Regions from separate parts of the Mus musculus genome. Here region 2 is linked to region 1. A link is a contact called in public Hi-C data. All regions are on one chromosome and are shown on one strand. Each heading gives the region's core, a stretch centred on a gene start, on an enhancer-like site or on the middle of the called end of the contact. The rest is flanking DNA. Distances are from core to core; before and after follow the strand shown.

Region 1 (6,998 bases), core at 2,308-4,807:
TAGAATGACCGTAGATATCAGTCTATGGGGTTTTATTATTGGATTCCCCATGATTGACACACCTGTTTTCTTCTGGTGGAGAATTTAAATAATTTCCAACTAGAAAAATAAAAAGAAACTGAAAATAGAATGGCCATTTGAGCCAGCTACGCCACTCACAGGTTGAGACCCAGAGGACCCCAAGTCTGACCACTGAGACGCTTGCAGAGATGTGCTACAGCTGCAGTCGCGGTGGCCCAGGGTGGGAGCAGCCAGCGTCCATGTTCAGATGATGGACGAGGAAAGTTCCACAGAGACACACGGGAGTATTCAGCCACAATGAGAACTGAATGTGGACATGTGAATGGCTGGGACTGGAAATTAGTATCTTCAGTAAAGTGTCAGAAAGGCGAACATCACATGTTTTCTCTCGCACGTGGACCCTAGGTTTCAGTGGTTTTGCACATACATGAGTGTATGGAGGGTTCAGGTTAAGAAAGCAGAAAGGAGACCATGAGGGGGTTAAGGAAGAGTTGGGGAGGGGATAGAAAAGAAAAAGGAGGATATCAGAACATAGGTGATGTTAAAGCAGAAGCGGGCTAGAGTGAGAGGAGGGAGACATGACTGGGAGGAGGGGATGTAAGTGCGAGGAGGGGGCCAGAGTGGGAGGAGGGGGACATGAGTGGGAGGAGGGGGACATGACTGGGAGGAGGAGATGTAAGTGGGAGGAGGGGGACTAGGGTGGGAGGAGAGGGCCAGAGTGGGAGGAGGGGAACATGAGTGGGAGGAGAGTGCCAGAGTGGGAGGAGGGGGACTAGGGTAGGAGGAGGAGGACATGAGTGGGAGGAGGGAGAGGTGAGTGGGAGGAAGAGGACTAGCAGCAGAAGGCAGAAAGGTAGGGAGGAGAGTGGGAAGGAAGATCCTTATCCATGGCTTGCTCCTCCTGATGCTGGTGTGTTCCAGTTGGCTTGCCTGCCCAGCAGAGCACTCCATGAGGTGTTCGTGCCTTTGCTGGGATCAATAGAGCTCTAAAAAACCAAAAGCTGTTCTTTGCCAATCCCTGGCACTACGGGGGTATGTGCCAAGGCCACACTGTACCCTTAGTGGTCATTTTAGAAGGGCTGGCCATGGCTGATGTCTCTGGAGGAAGAGATCCTGGCTCTACCTTCAGTGAGGATAATAGCTTCCTTAGAGAAAGAAAATAAGTTGTAAGTGAGGGAGAAAGAGTTTGACATACTTTCTTTCTGGCCTAGATAGAGAAAAAGTCAAATTTCTGTACTGAGAAATACTGAGAGAAATGAGGAAGCCTGGGGAAGCTTTCGATGGGGGCAGCCTTCAGAAGAAGCGATCAGAAATGCTGAGCCTGGAGGCGAATTGTGAAGGGAGCGGGAAAGGTCCTTCCCCAGGTGGGGTTGGAGGAAAGGCGGCTCTTCAGCATCCACAGGAGACTGGCAGTGTCACAGCACAAGGACACATATTCAGAAAGAGATGAATCCGAGAGGCATCAAGCCAAAAGAGTCTGAAAGTTGCGTGAGAGGTGAAGAGCTCTTAAGGACTGCATTAAAAAAACGTGTGCATGAGCGTGTCCGTCAGCCTTGCACCACTGAGGCAATGCCTGCCGTACACTACTTACAAAGTAAAGGAATGTACTTTGGCTAACTGTGCTAGAGCAGTGGTTCTCAACTTTCCTAATGCTGCAACCCTTTAATAGAGTTCCTTATGTTGTGGAGACCCCCAACCATAAACCCTTCCTTCTATAAACCATCATGGACACAGTGGTTTATCACAATACAGAAGTAACTAAAACACCTCTAGTCCCCTGCAAGGTCCCCCTCCTGTGACATAAGGACTTTGATATAAGGCCCCACCTTCAAAGGTCCAATAGCTTCCCACACTGTCGACATGGGCACCACCCCTTAACAGATGGGCAGTTCGATGGTCCATACTGTAGAAATGAATATGCCAGTCTCAGAGGAGCATCTTTACAGTTCTGAGATGAGGGATGGAGAGAGAGAGAAACCCAAGGAGCAGAAAGGAAAGTTCAAGCACTCCAGAGAGCCTTTTCTCTGATGTCATCAAAACCCTTTTATAAAAGTCTGGGATGTGGCTGGATAGATCGTGTAGCAGTTAAATGCATGGGCTGCTTTTTCGGAGGACCTACACTTGTTTCTCTGACCCCATGACAGGCAACTCACAGCAGCCTGTACCTCTATCTCCAGGGGACCCAGATGTCCTCTTCTGGTCCCTGAAGACAACTGTCTCACATGCCCATATTCATACACATGATGTTTTTAGGTTAACAAAATGAGGGCCTCTCAATTTTTCTATTAATTAGTTAACCAATTAATCCTTTTTGCATGTATCTGTGTGGTATGCATGCATGTGTATATGCATGTTTACATGTATGTGGGTATACATGAATGTATGTGCACATGTGTGTAGAGGCTCAAGGCTGACATCAAGGGTCTTCCTTGATTATTCTTTACCTTACTCATTGAGGCATAGTCTCTCAATTGAAAGAGAACCCACTGCTAATCTAGCTAGTCAACTTGGTCCAGGTATCCCTTGCGATTATCCTCCAAGTGTTGGGACTACGGATGACCCAGCACATCTACCTTATAGTCACATGGGTGCTGAGGATCTGAACATGGGTCCTTGTGCTTGCACGACAAGCAGCTCGCCTGCTGAACTGTTTCTCCAGCCTGTCCATCTTGTGTCTTTGAGACAGGAATGCTGTCTTGTGTATGGACCTCACTGATTCGCCTAGACTGGCTGGCCAATGAGCCCCAGGAAACTCCCTGTTCTGCCTCGTCAGCACGAGGATTACAAATGTGCTGCACCACATCTGAAGTTTTCTCATGGGTCTGGGCACTGAACTCAGTTCTCATGCTTGTACAGAATGGCCTTCCTAACGGAGCCATCGCCCCAAGCCCCATTATACTTTTAGGGTGAGTTTGTCTGTCCTTCCATGCCTTATTGGCTCTGATGAACATCTGTCCACCAAGACACTGTCCTTAATTAATGTGACTCTTAATTAAGAGCTGAAGGTCACCCTAACTGCTAAGGAAAGAGTCTTCCAGGGCTAAATCAGTCCCCAAGGCAGTGCCCTCTGGAGATCTGAGCCGGGGCAATGAGGTCTTTGCTGTTCCTTCTAAGACATTCAGAATTCTCTAGAAGCTGCTGTTGAAGCCATAATGCATTTGTCCAGATTGAAAAGACATGGTTACAATTCCTAGGGTCATATTTTTAAGTTGAGTGGATGCAGAAATTAGATTTTTATGAATGAGTAATTTCCGTGCCATTGTATTCTCTAGGTGGTTGAACATTTGTATTTTGATTTGATTAAGCAATCTACCATAACACAAGCTGTAATAGGCATCTTGCCTGAGTAACTTCACATACTTAGCACTTCAAAGGTTGTTTTTTTCTTCTTCTAAGACCTATGTGTTTTTTTTTTGTTTGTTTTGGTTGTTGTTTTGTTTTGTTTTTTAACTGTGGTATTAAGAAAACCATGAAAGCTTTGTGAAGCTCACTGGGCTCAGTTTTCATTGTTGTTATGTGGTTTTCCTGTTGTAGAGCTACAGCTGTGAGTGAAGTGTTAAGTATGTATGCATCTAAAGAAAGATGTTGAGCCATCTCTGGGCTCTGTGTAAATGGAGTTTCACAAATCGTTTTAGAAAGCTAGCCCAGTAGTTTAGCTATAACCTCAGAACTGGAGAGTCGAAGGCCTGAGGATGGCAAGGTTAAGGTTAGACCTGTCTCAAAAAATAATACAAGAGCTGAGAGATGGCTCACTGGATCCCCAGAGCCCACATAAGATGCCAGGTGTGTGTGGGAGCCTGGTTACTATATGAGCCTCAGGAGGTAGAGACAAGGGATTCCCTTTGCAAGCTGGCTAGTGAGACTAGCTGTATCAGTGAGCTCTGAGTTTGATTGAGAGACCTGCCAAAATGAATAAGGTGGAAGAATGATTATGATTCCTTGTATCAACCTTGGCTACACACACACACACACACACACACACACACACACACACACACACACACACACACACGAGGAAAAATCCCAGACACTCTTTCTACCAAAAAAGTACCCCACAATTCTACCTCAGCCTGGCACTCAGCTGTATTAGCTATTGAGATAGCAGGAGAGAGTGGACTATTTTCTTACTCTTCCTGTTGCTGTGATAAAATACTAGGACAAGAGCAACTTAAGGGGGAAAGGGTTCATCTTGGATCATGTTGGAGGCTACTGTAAGTCATCACAGGGAAGTCAAAACTGCAGGAAATGAGGCAGCTGGTTACATCATATCCAAAGTCAAGAAGCAGAGGTTCATGAATGCTTGTGCTCAGCTTACTTTTTCCTTCTTATGTAGTCCAGGATTTCAGCCTAGGGAATGGTACTGCCCACTGTGGGCTATGCCTTCCCTTCTCAATGAACCCAACCAATGAACCTCTCAAAAGTATCCCAGGGGTCCACCTCCCTGGAGGTGATTCTGAATCTCATCAAACTGACAGCTGAGACCAGCCATCACAGACATTTTACAAGTTAAAAAAAATCTCTTTGTAGAGAACTGTAGAAGCACAGAATTTCCCACACTCTATCTTGAATCAAGTCAGGGAGCTGTCAGGTGGAACCACAGAGAACAAAGCTTTGTTGAAGGGCACAAGTGTACTCCACAAGGGACTGGGCCACATCTAGAAATAGCAAATTCCAAGGAGGTGGTTCCCAGAGGCCAGAGAATTGACAGGGTGGTGGTAGAGCTAGGGACATTTTCAGTTGTAGAAACAAAGTCTTTTCTGCAAGACCATTGGGGTTGTGCTGGATTTGAATTTAAACTCTGCTTGATACAACATAGATCTTGACTGTTCCCCAAAAGCCCATAGGTACTATTTCAAGATAATTGAAGCTTTAGAATCTGGGGCTTAGTAGAAAGCTGGGTCAAGGCATAACTTTTGTTATGGGTAGAGTTGTTAACGTGACACCTAAAGCCATATGGGGAAGAGGAACCTTAACTAAAGACTCACCCAGATCTGATTGGTCTGTGGGCATGCCTGTGAGGCATTTTCTTAATGGCTGATTGACATAGGAGGTCCCAGCCCACTATAGGTGGTGCCACCCCTGGGCAGTGGTACTGGCGTGTATAAGAAAGCTAGCTAAGGAAGCAATGGAGAATAAGCCAGGAAGCAGCAATCCTTCATGGCCACTGCTTTAGCTCCCACCTCCAGGTCCTTGCCTTGAATTCTTGCCCTGGTTTTCCTCATGATGGAGTCTAACCGGTATGTTAAAATAAACCCTTCCCTCCCCGGATTGGTTTTGCTCATGGATTTTATCACAGCAGTAGAAAAGCAAGCCAGGATACCCTTGAAGTGGCTATTATGGCTCCAGCTATTTCCGTCTTTCCCTTTGCTTCTTGGCCATCAAGAGATCAACAGACGGCTCTGCCACACACTTCTCCACGCTGTACTCTGCCACCACAGGGCCAAGCAACAGGACCAAGTGACCGTGGGCACAGGTAAGTATTCACTCCCTCCAATCTGTGCATCTCAAGTATTCCACAGATCCTAGAAGCTGATTAGTCCACTGTCCCTCCAAACTGTGCTTATACCAATGAAGAGAGTAAGAAGCGAGAGTCTGTAGTGTGTGTGGGGTAGTGGTGCAACTGGGGAAGCCCCTGCTAAAAGGACCAAGAGGTATCTGCCCCACATAGAGAGAACAGAGCCAAGACTGACTCCAGCCAGGGAAGAATTTTACCTTCTTTCCCTTGTGCCAGTCTGAGCGGAGTGGGTGTGGGGTAGGGTCGACAAGGAAGTTAGAAAACAAGACATTGTCTCCCTGCGTTCTCTCTACCACTTCGCTTCTCAGTGTTCGCTACAGCTTCTAAGCCCAGATCAGACAGAGAGTTTTAAATTAAATGAGATTAAAGTTTTGATTCAGATGTTATTGAATATTTTAATACCCCCAAATGCGACTGTTATTTAGTTTTAATACTTTTTGGTGGCTGAAAAGGCCACAGAATCTGCTTCAAATACCAAACGAAAGACAGAGGTGTTAAAAAAAGAAAGGATTTTAATATTTTACTCCACTTGCTTTGGGTTGTTAAACATAGTCCTTGTGGAGGAGGAGGAGTCTTTGTGCATAGGTCCTTGTTTTATGTGGGGAAATTTCCTTAGAACTAATGGCCAAACATGAAGTAATTAGGCAGAGGTTAAAAATACGATTACGGTTTTAGATAACAACACTCGGAACAGCCCACTCTTATAAACTGACGTCACAGATGCCCCTGCCTCTTTATCAGGGTCTCATGCAGCTGAAGTTGACCCGGAACTTCATGTGGAACCAAGGATGACCTTAGATTCCGATCCTTCTGTTTCTGCCTTCTGCATGCTGGGAGTACAGGTGTGCACTACCGTGCTCACTCTTAGGCAGTGCCAGGAATTAAAGCCAGGGCTTCACTTATGTTACAGTACGCTATACTCTGTCAACTGGGGCACAGTCGCTAGCAAGAACAAAAGCAAGAGCAAAACAAAAAAGCCACAAGCTTTTTCTCTGTACCGTTGTTGCCCTTGTGAGAAAATGTTCAAAGTCACAACAACAGCGTTGAAAGCAGAAGCAGGCTGCAGAGCACCTTGTTTTTCTTTGTTTTGATGCTTGTGTAATTATGGTACTTAGGAAAACACACACACACACAAAGCATACAGATTTTATTTTTCTAAAACAGAACTATGATTATACAGTACATATTTGGGTTTGATATGTTGATTTGTTGAATCTTTCCATGTTAATGCACAAAAATCTGCTGTAGTCTACGCTGTCATTTACACATGATGTAAGCATGTCCCCAAAGATGGGGCCTGGTTCTTAGAGTGGCCATGTTTTTTAATTGGTTGGCTCATTAAGGTGTGGAGAGATGGCCCCCAGGAATATGACTTTGTGGGTAAAAAAATCATGAGTTGCTGTGTGAGCAGGAGGACCTGAATTCAGAGCACCATCACCAGGAAAGCCAATCATGATGCCCC
Region 2 (6,998 bases), core at 3,018-5,517, 140 kb after region 1:
TCCGTGTGTCTGCTCCCATCAGCAGGGTACAGGAATCTGAAGCTGGCAATTGGGGTTCAGCTTGGCAAATACTTCTGTTTCTAGGTCAGAAACTGTACTAGTTGAACTTAGGAACAATTCAAGAGAGTACGGTTAATTTAAGGCACAAAGAGTTTATTGAACTGGATAGGAAAACCAGTGTGGAGACCCGGGGGTGGGGGCAAGGGAAGTAAGAGACAGCCAAGGGTTTGCCATGGGAATGGATTCCTGAGAACTGTGCCACCCCACTGGGCACACTGCCTGTGGCTACTGGACCTCAAGCCTTGACCTTGCTCCCTCTTCACAGAGCACATCTACCCTGAGATGTGACAAGGGAGCTAATGTGCCTTCCATGGGATTATGCAGTGGGGGAAGGGTTGGGGGCCCTGCCAGGCTCTCTTTGTCGCCTAGCAAGAATACTATTCAGATGTTAGATAGTCAAAGCAAAGTCTACTGTGAACATCAGATTACCTCCCCATCTCTTCCCAGTTGTTAGGCATCCAAAGGCCGTTCCTTGTATTTTTCCCAGCTTGGAGAAGCATGTACACAAGAAAAACAAAACAAAACAAAACAAAATAAATAAATAAAACCACTGCAAGAACAACCACCACACACACACACACACACACACACACACACTGGCTTCAGGGTCTGTATTGGACCTAGAATCTGCCCCTGTACTCAGGAGGGGATTCGTGTATCAATTTAAGACTTACGCTGTGGGTTTGGCTCATTTACGGACCACCTTCTGCATGCTAAGTAAGCACACACTTGGCTAAGGGTTCTGAGTTGGGGACTCTTCCATCACTTTCTGCCTCAGCTCTTCTGATCCATGGCTTAGCCCTGGGCGAGCCATTCTTCTTAAGTCTGTTTTCTCATCCTCGGAGCTGGGATGATAATACTGACCTACTTTTCCTCCTGTTGCAGGGCCTCGCTAATTGATAGCTGGAAAGAGCCCCGGAAAGACTTCAGAATGCCCTCCACCCGCTATTTTCCAGCTTTCTCCTGTAGCATGCCTGCTGCTTGATCCAAGCTGTGGATTGGCCCATGAAAGGGAGCAGATGAGCAGTTGGGGGCACAAACCTGACTTGTTTGGCATAACAAGAGACAGTGAACCTGAACCATAGCGGGGAGGCGGGACAGAAGACAGTCAGCAGTTAGCAACTGTCGTCATGGGTTTCACTGAGTCCCACTGCCCAGTCCATCGAGCAGGAATCACAAAAGCACAGATGCCCAAGTCCTAATTGCTTTCCCTGGTTGTCATCCGTATGCATAAATACATGAGCAGCCCAGCTCTTGACACTGGCGATAGGAGCAGCTCACCCCCCAGCAGCAGCTGTTACAGTGTCTCTGATATTAATCATACTTTCCAGTAAATGGTGTTGACACAAAGAAGAGGGTACCTAGCTTTCCTTTCCAACATCGAGGCTCAGTTGGCTCTGAGAGGGTAAGTGTGCACCTGCTGGGGAGGGAGGAGGTTGGCTTATCATGAGTCCAGTCACAATAAATAATGGCATTTTAATATCATATAAGAGTTGATGATATTTATATAAAGATTTGTTTTATTTTTAAGTGTGTTCATGTTGGGGCAGAAAGGTGTACACACGTGAGTGCAGGTGTCAGAAGAAGCCAGAAGAGGGTGCTAGATCCCTTGAAGCTGGATTTTTGAGCCACTTGACTTGGGTGTTGAGAACTGAACTCCAGTCCTGTGCAAAAGCAGTATTTATTTTAAGCTGTGAAGCCACCTTCTTGCGCCTGCATTTTTATATCTGTGATCTGCATTAGGCTTTTCCTATGTGTCGAGGCAGGTTAAGGTGGTTTGAAAATAAATGAATAAAAAGTCCAGGGAATGGAGAGATGACTCAGTGGTTAAGAGCACTTGCTGTTCTTCCAAAGGACCTGGGTTCAGTTCCTGGCACTCACATGGTGGTTCACAGCAGGCTGTGGCTACAGTTCCAGAAGATCTGATATCTAACTTCTGTTTGCACCAGGCCCACAGGTGGTACAGATGCATGCACGCAGGCAAACCACTCAAGTATATAAAATAAAATAAAATAAAATAAAATATCTAAACAAATTTAATGGGGAAAAAAGCCAAAATTAGGGGTTTAGATTGTGTAGTTGGTAGGTGGGCTCCTTTGCCTGGTGCATCATACGTCAGTGAGAACTACCTCAAGTTCTGCCCTTTGAGACAGAAGCAATCCCACTCAGAGATGTTAACCTCTGAATATCCATCCACCTTTGAAAATGCTCTAAGGGTGGAGTACTGTGGTGCTGTGTCCCTAGGCATCACTCAGTGCTCCCAGAATGGTGTTTCCTCCGCAGCAGAGGTTCAGAAAGAATAATAGCTTGCCCAAGGACACACAGACCACACACTAGCCTCAAATTTACACTTCCAGTTTTCAAAAACAACCGGCACAGAGTCCATGGTACATAGTGTCGGGCCGAGGACTGTTTTGTTGTGGTTGGGTAGACTGAAGAGGAGGCTGCCTCCGTTCCTCTAGCCTCAAGCGTGGTTCTGCTTCTTTGGTGTTCCCAAGGGCTGTAAACGTTTTATTCCTTTCATTGCGAGAGGAGATCTGTGAACCAGCGTGGGGAAAGCAAGTGGGTGAAGTTGATGAAGCACACACTGGTTCACGGAGCATGCGTGGTTCAAGCTCTGTTCCAGTTCTGAATCAGGCTTGTGTACGATCCAGTGTTTTGTTCTATGAGATCCCCTGGACTTGGTCTCCTTTCATTTCAGCAGAGCTGGACCATCAGTCCAAAGTGACCTTGTACTGACTGTCTAGCATAGGCTTGGGCTTTGCACGCTGGTCTCACAAACTTTCTGTCACAGTGAGCTTTTGCTGTCAACTTGCCACAAACAAGAGTTACCTGAGAAGAGACAGGGCCTCTCAGCTGAGGTATTGCCCAGATCTCGTTGGCCTGCAGTTATATCTGTGGGCAATTGTCTTGATTGTTGATTGATGTGGGAGGGGCCCAGCCCTCGGTAGACAATGGCTGTCCTCCTTGGCAGTTGGTTCTGGGTGTATGAGAAACCAGGATGAGCATCAGCCAGAGGGAGGAAGCCGGAAAGCAGTGTTCCTCCTCTGCTTCTGACCTATGGAGGTCCTGTCCCAGCTTCCGTCAGTGGTGGACAGAGATCTGCAGGTGTAATCTGAAGCAAGCCCCTTCCTCTCCCAAGAGGCTCTCCTCTCCTGGTGTTTATCACAGCAACGGAAAACAAATGAAGATGCTTGCTTCCCGTCATGGGCTCCCCCATGCCAAGGACACCTGTGGGCAGAGCTCAGCAGATGCCACTGTGTAGTGGGCAAGCAATTATTTCACGGGGGGATTCCATACCAATAAGCCGGGGTCTTCTTTTGGGCAGATTTTCTAAAATGTCACTTGGATGTTCTGCCTTCTAAGCTGGACAGCAGAGTTAGGACCTGGATTTTAATTTTAGCTCCCAAGTGCTCATGGGTAAGTCACATGACCTCTAACAGACTCAATTCTCTCTCTCTCTCTCTCTCTCTCTCTCTCTCTCTCTCTCTTTTGGTACAAGAACTGAAGTGTTGCCCCTCTCAAGGGTTGCCTACCTGCCTTCCTTCCTTCCTTCCTTCCTTCCTTCCTTCCTTCCTTCCTTCCTTCCTTCCTTCCTTCCTTCCTTCCTCCCTCCCTCCCTCCCTTCCTCCCTCTCTCTCTCTCTCTCTCTCCTTTCTGTTTTATTTTTGAATGTGTTAAATGCACAGTTGTCTGGTATTCAGAGATAGGGTGACTAAGGAGGTGTGTGGTTGGCTTAGCTCCTGTGCACTGTAGTGCATTTAAACAGGTCTTGGCACAGGAAAGAATTATCCAATGTTGGTTTCCTAGCGTGCACAAAAATACCAGTGAGGCTGGCAAATATACACCGTGGAGCATGAGTTAAAAACTGTGTAGGTTGTTAACATGACACTGCCATGCATACTAATACACCCTGCTATCTAACAGATGCTTAATATAATACAGCCCTTAACTGAAGTGCCGCTGGGTCCCCAGTCTAACTTCCTGGTCTGCATTTTTATTTTCTTAAACTCCCTCTGATGGATTTACTGGAGACAGCCCTTCTCTATACCCCACCCCAACCCCCACCCCTAGACAGCAGCTGGTCAGGGGAGGGCTCTGATGCTGGGGCACATGAGCACAGTCATTTCTCAGTGTTTGGAGAACTGTGGAACAACTTGGGGATGTCAGAGATCCAAGGGTCACCTTAGAGGAGGAAGTTGTGGTTCAGCACAACTTCAGCAGGCCTTCATAGAAAGAGCGCCTTCCTGAGTGGGTGACAGAATGAGTAAGAGGGGGAAGAGCAGCCGGGGCAGCGGTTCTGGACGGGCCAGCCAGCTGGGGCTCTGGATCACAGAAGGTTTTCTAAGGGAGAGGAGAAACCCTGCCTCCTCCGGTTTTGGTGAATGTTGGGTGTACTTTCCACGAGGTACCTCAGGGTTTCCAGAGGTAGGATTGTCAGCCCATGGGGCAGTCCCCAAAGGTTAGATTTAGAGTCTGGATGCGGGCCAGGACAGCCTTATTGGCTAGGCCCAGAAGTACCAGAAGAGAATGAGGTCCCCCGTGGAAGGGCATACCAGGTTGAGCTATACTAGTTGTAAGTTTCTGGGTGTGCAGGATGGAGGATGCTCACTCTGGCCTGCTTCCCCACTGGCATGGAGATACACATGCCTCTTCTTTCTAGAACCTGCACCCCTTCCAGCTGGTCATCTGAGAAGCTGAGAGTTTAGCAGCAAGAGGAAACAGAAACCAGAGATAGAGTCTGCCAGGTGGGGCCGTAGGTGTTGGGTAGAGATACTGTCTAGCAACTTGGGACTGACTGGCAACTCTGGAAAGCTGAGATCTACAGGATGACTTTATCCCTGAATCCAATGGAATTATGGGCAAAGAACATGGCTAACGTACATCTAATCCTCCTCCCCCACTACAATGTAGAATTCCCTTCAAAGCTTCATGTGGTGACCAGAGGCCTACTACTCCCACAGATGACCATAACCACTTCCTGTTCTGCATATTTATTTTATTGAATTCCCTCTAATTAATTTTCTAGAGACAACTCTTCTCTTACCTTCCATTTGACTGGTCTTAGTATCTCAAATGCATGTATGATGGTTATCTCTAATAGTATGTTTGACACAACCTAGAACTCTCGTGTCGTGTCATGGATTGGGGAAGAGTAGAGAGAGCAAGCTGAGGACTAGGCATGCTTGGGTTTTGTTTCTCTTTATTTTTGACTGTGCATGTAGCTAGCTACTTTGAGTTCCTGTCTCCGTGACTTTCCCGCAGTGATGGACCACACTATGGAATTGTAAGGTATAATAATTCCTTTCCTCCTGTAAGTTGCTTTTGACAAGGATATTCATCACAGTAACAAAATTGAAGTAGACAACATGACACCCTTCCCACACTCTCATTTAGCATGTTGATAACATGGCTTTTGTCTTTGGCCTGTCTTCCTGGTCCCTGGCTTCACTTAGCTTGCACAGATCTCAAAGTCTACTAGTCCTGGTTTGTCTGCCCCCAGACAGAATTGGCATAGTCACTTCTTGTCTTTTGAATAAGAAATGTCTCCCACAGGCTCATGGGTGCATTTGAATATTTGGTGGTTCCTAGTTGGTATTGCTGTTTCAAGGTTGTAGAGTGTTTAGGAATGGAAGCCTCCGTGGAGGAAGTGTGTCTCTGGAGGTGGGCCTTGAGGTTTTACAGACTGGTTCCACTTCCTGTCTGCATTATTTCTTGACCTTTTAAGATGCCTGCAGTGTCTGCTGCATGCTTCCCCCATCCTGAAGTCCTCGGTGCCTTTGTTGCTGTGATGGAACGTGCTCTCTCCTGTGAGCCAAAGCAGATTTTTCCTGTGGTTACAACAATGAGATCAGAAACGGCAACAGGACACAGACTCTACCAGCCGCTCCCCAGTCTGGTCCTTCAATCCTTCCAGGTGTTTACGAGAAACCATTTTATTTTCGTACCAGCATTTCCTTTCTATTACATGTCTTCAGTTGTAAGTGTGCACACATGTGAGCACATGCATGTGGGTGCCTATCATGGTGAGCATATGGAGGTCAGAGGATAGGTTGCGGGGCTTATGTCTTCCCCTTCTGCCATGTGGGTGCTGGGGATGGAACAAAGGTTGTAGGTTGATGTTGGGATGCTTTGACTTAATCGGGGATCTGTGTGCCTATACACTAAAGGTCCTTGTCCCCAATTGGTTTTTGATCAGTCAATAAAGAGTCAGTAGCCAATGGCTGGGCAGAAAGGCTAGGAGAGAGGAGGGAGCAGAGGGAGATTTTCCATGTTCAAGAGGGAGACAGAAGGGATGTTGGAGCTTCAGGAGAGAAAGCCAACCAACCGTGTCATATCTCAGATAAGTGGCCACTGGCCGCTTCCTTGATTAGGCCTGAGGTACAAGGCAAGAGGCTAACAAGTGTCCAACCATTGAGCTAGCAAGGCACATTAAAAATAAGCTAATATGTGTTGTCTTTTATCCGAGTATCCAAAGTTTCCCTGGGTGGGTGGCTGGAAGTGCAGCCTGCCCAGGAGCATAAAGCGGGGTAGATAAGACCACAAGCTACAAAAAAAAAAAAAAAAAAGACCACAAGCTACAATAGGTCGTCAGACTTGGAGGCAAGCACTTTTACCTGTTGAGCAATATCATCACCCAGGCAACAGTAAATCTTTACCAGCCCTCTCCCTATTTGCAACCAACCCCCACCCCCTGATTCTCGGCTTTCTGAGGCTCAGGATAACCTTATTTTGTTTTCCTGGTTACCTTCTAGTTCTAGAACATTATATTAATTTTGCATTTGTTATATATATATAAGATTTCTCTTAAATGGATTTAAATAAAAATGCAAGTCAATTAAAAGCAAAATGTTAAGTACATTCAAAGGTGATACTTTTTTTAAAACTGTGTCAATCATTGGAGTTATTCTAGGTTAGTATCAACCATTCTGCTTAGA

The links. Hi-C and Micro-C count contacts between places; a contact is called where the count stands out from the background.
Region 2: a Hi-C map of CD8 T cells shows a contact between it and region 1, with 2.0 times the contacts expected there. The contact joins two enhancer-like sites. A contact is called at or near these places in 9 of 484 Hi-C or Micro-C datasets (CD4 T cells, CD8 T cells, ECoMG-derived neutrophils and 4 more) and 1 of 115 datasets of contacts at active chromatin or transcription factors (memory CD8 T cells).

Annotation. Positions count from the first base shown.
Region 1 is chr9:115,465,279-115,472,276 of GRCm38.p6, forward strand. It overlaps Gm39447 (a long non-coding RNA gene), which reads left to right. Exons shown (of 4, transcript XR_001779317.1): 2 at 5,405-5,494. Among named protein-coding and RNA genes, the nearest start is that of Gm39447, 18 kb to the left of the region's middle. Within about 2 kb of position 3,558, at least 16 of the 459 cell types and tissues checked have an H3K27ac peak or open chromatin away from gene starts, as enhancers often do. A contact at or near this core is called in CD8 T cells, where this site is marked.
Region 2 is chr9:115,604,339-115,611,336 of GRCm38.p6, forward strand. No RefSeq gene overlaps it. Among named protein-coding and RNA genes, the nearest start is that of Gm39448, 51 kb to the right of the region's middle. Within about 2 kb of position 4,268, at least 44 of the 459 cell types and tissues checked have an H3K27ac peak or open chromatin away from gene starts, as enhancers often do. A contact at or near this core is called in CD8 T cells, where this site is marked.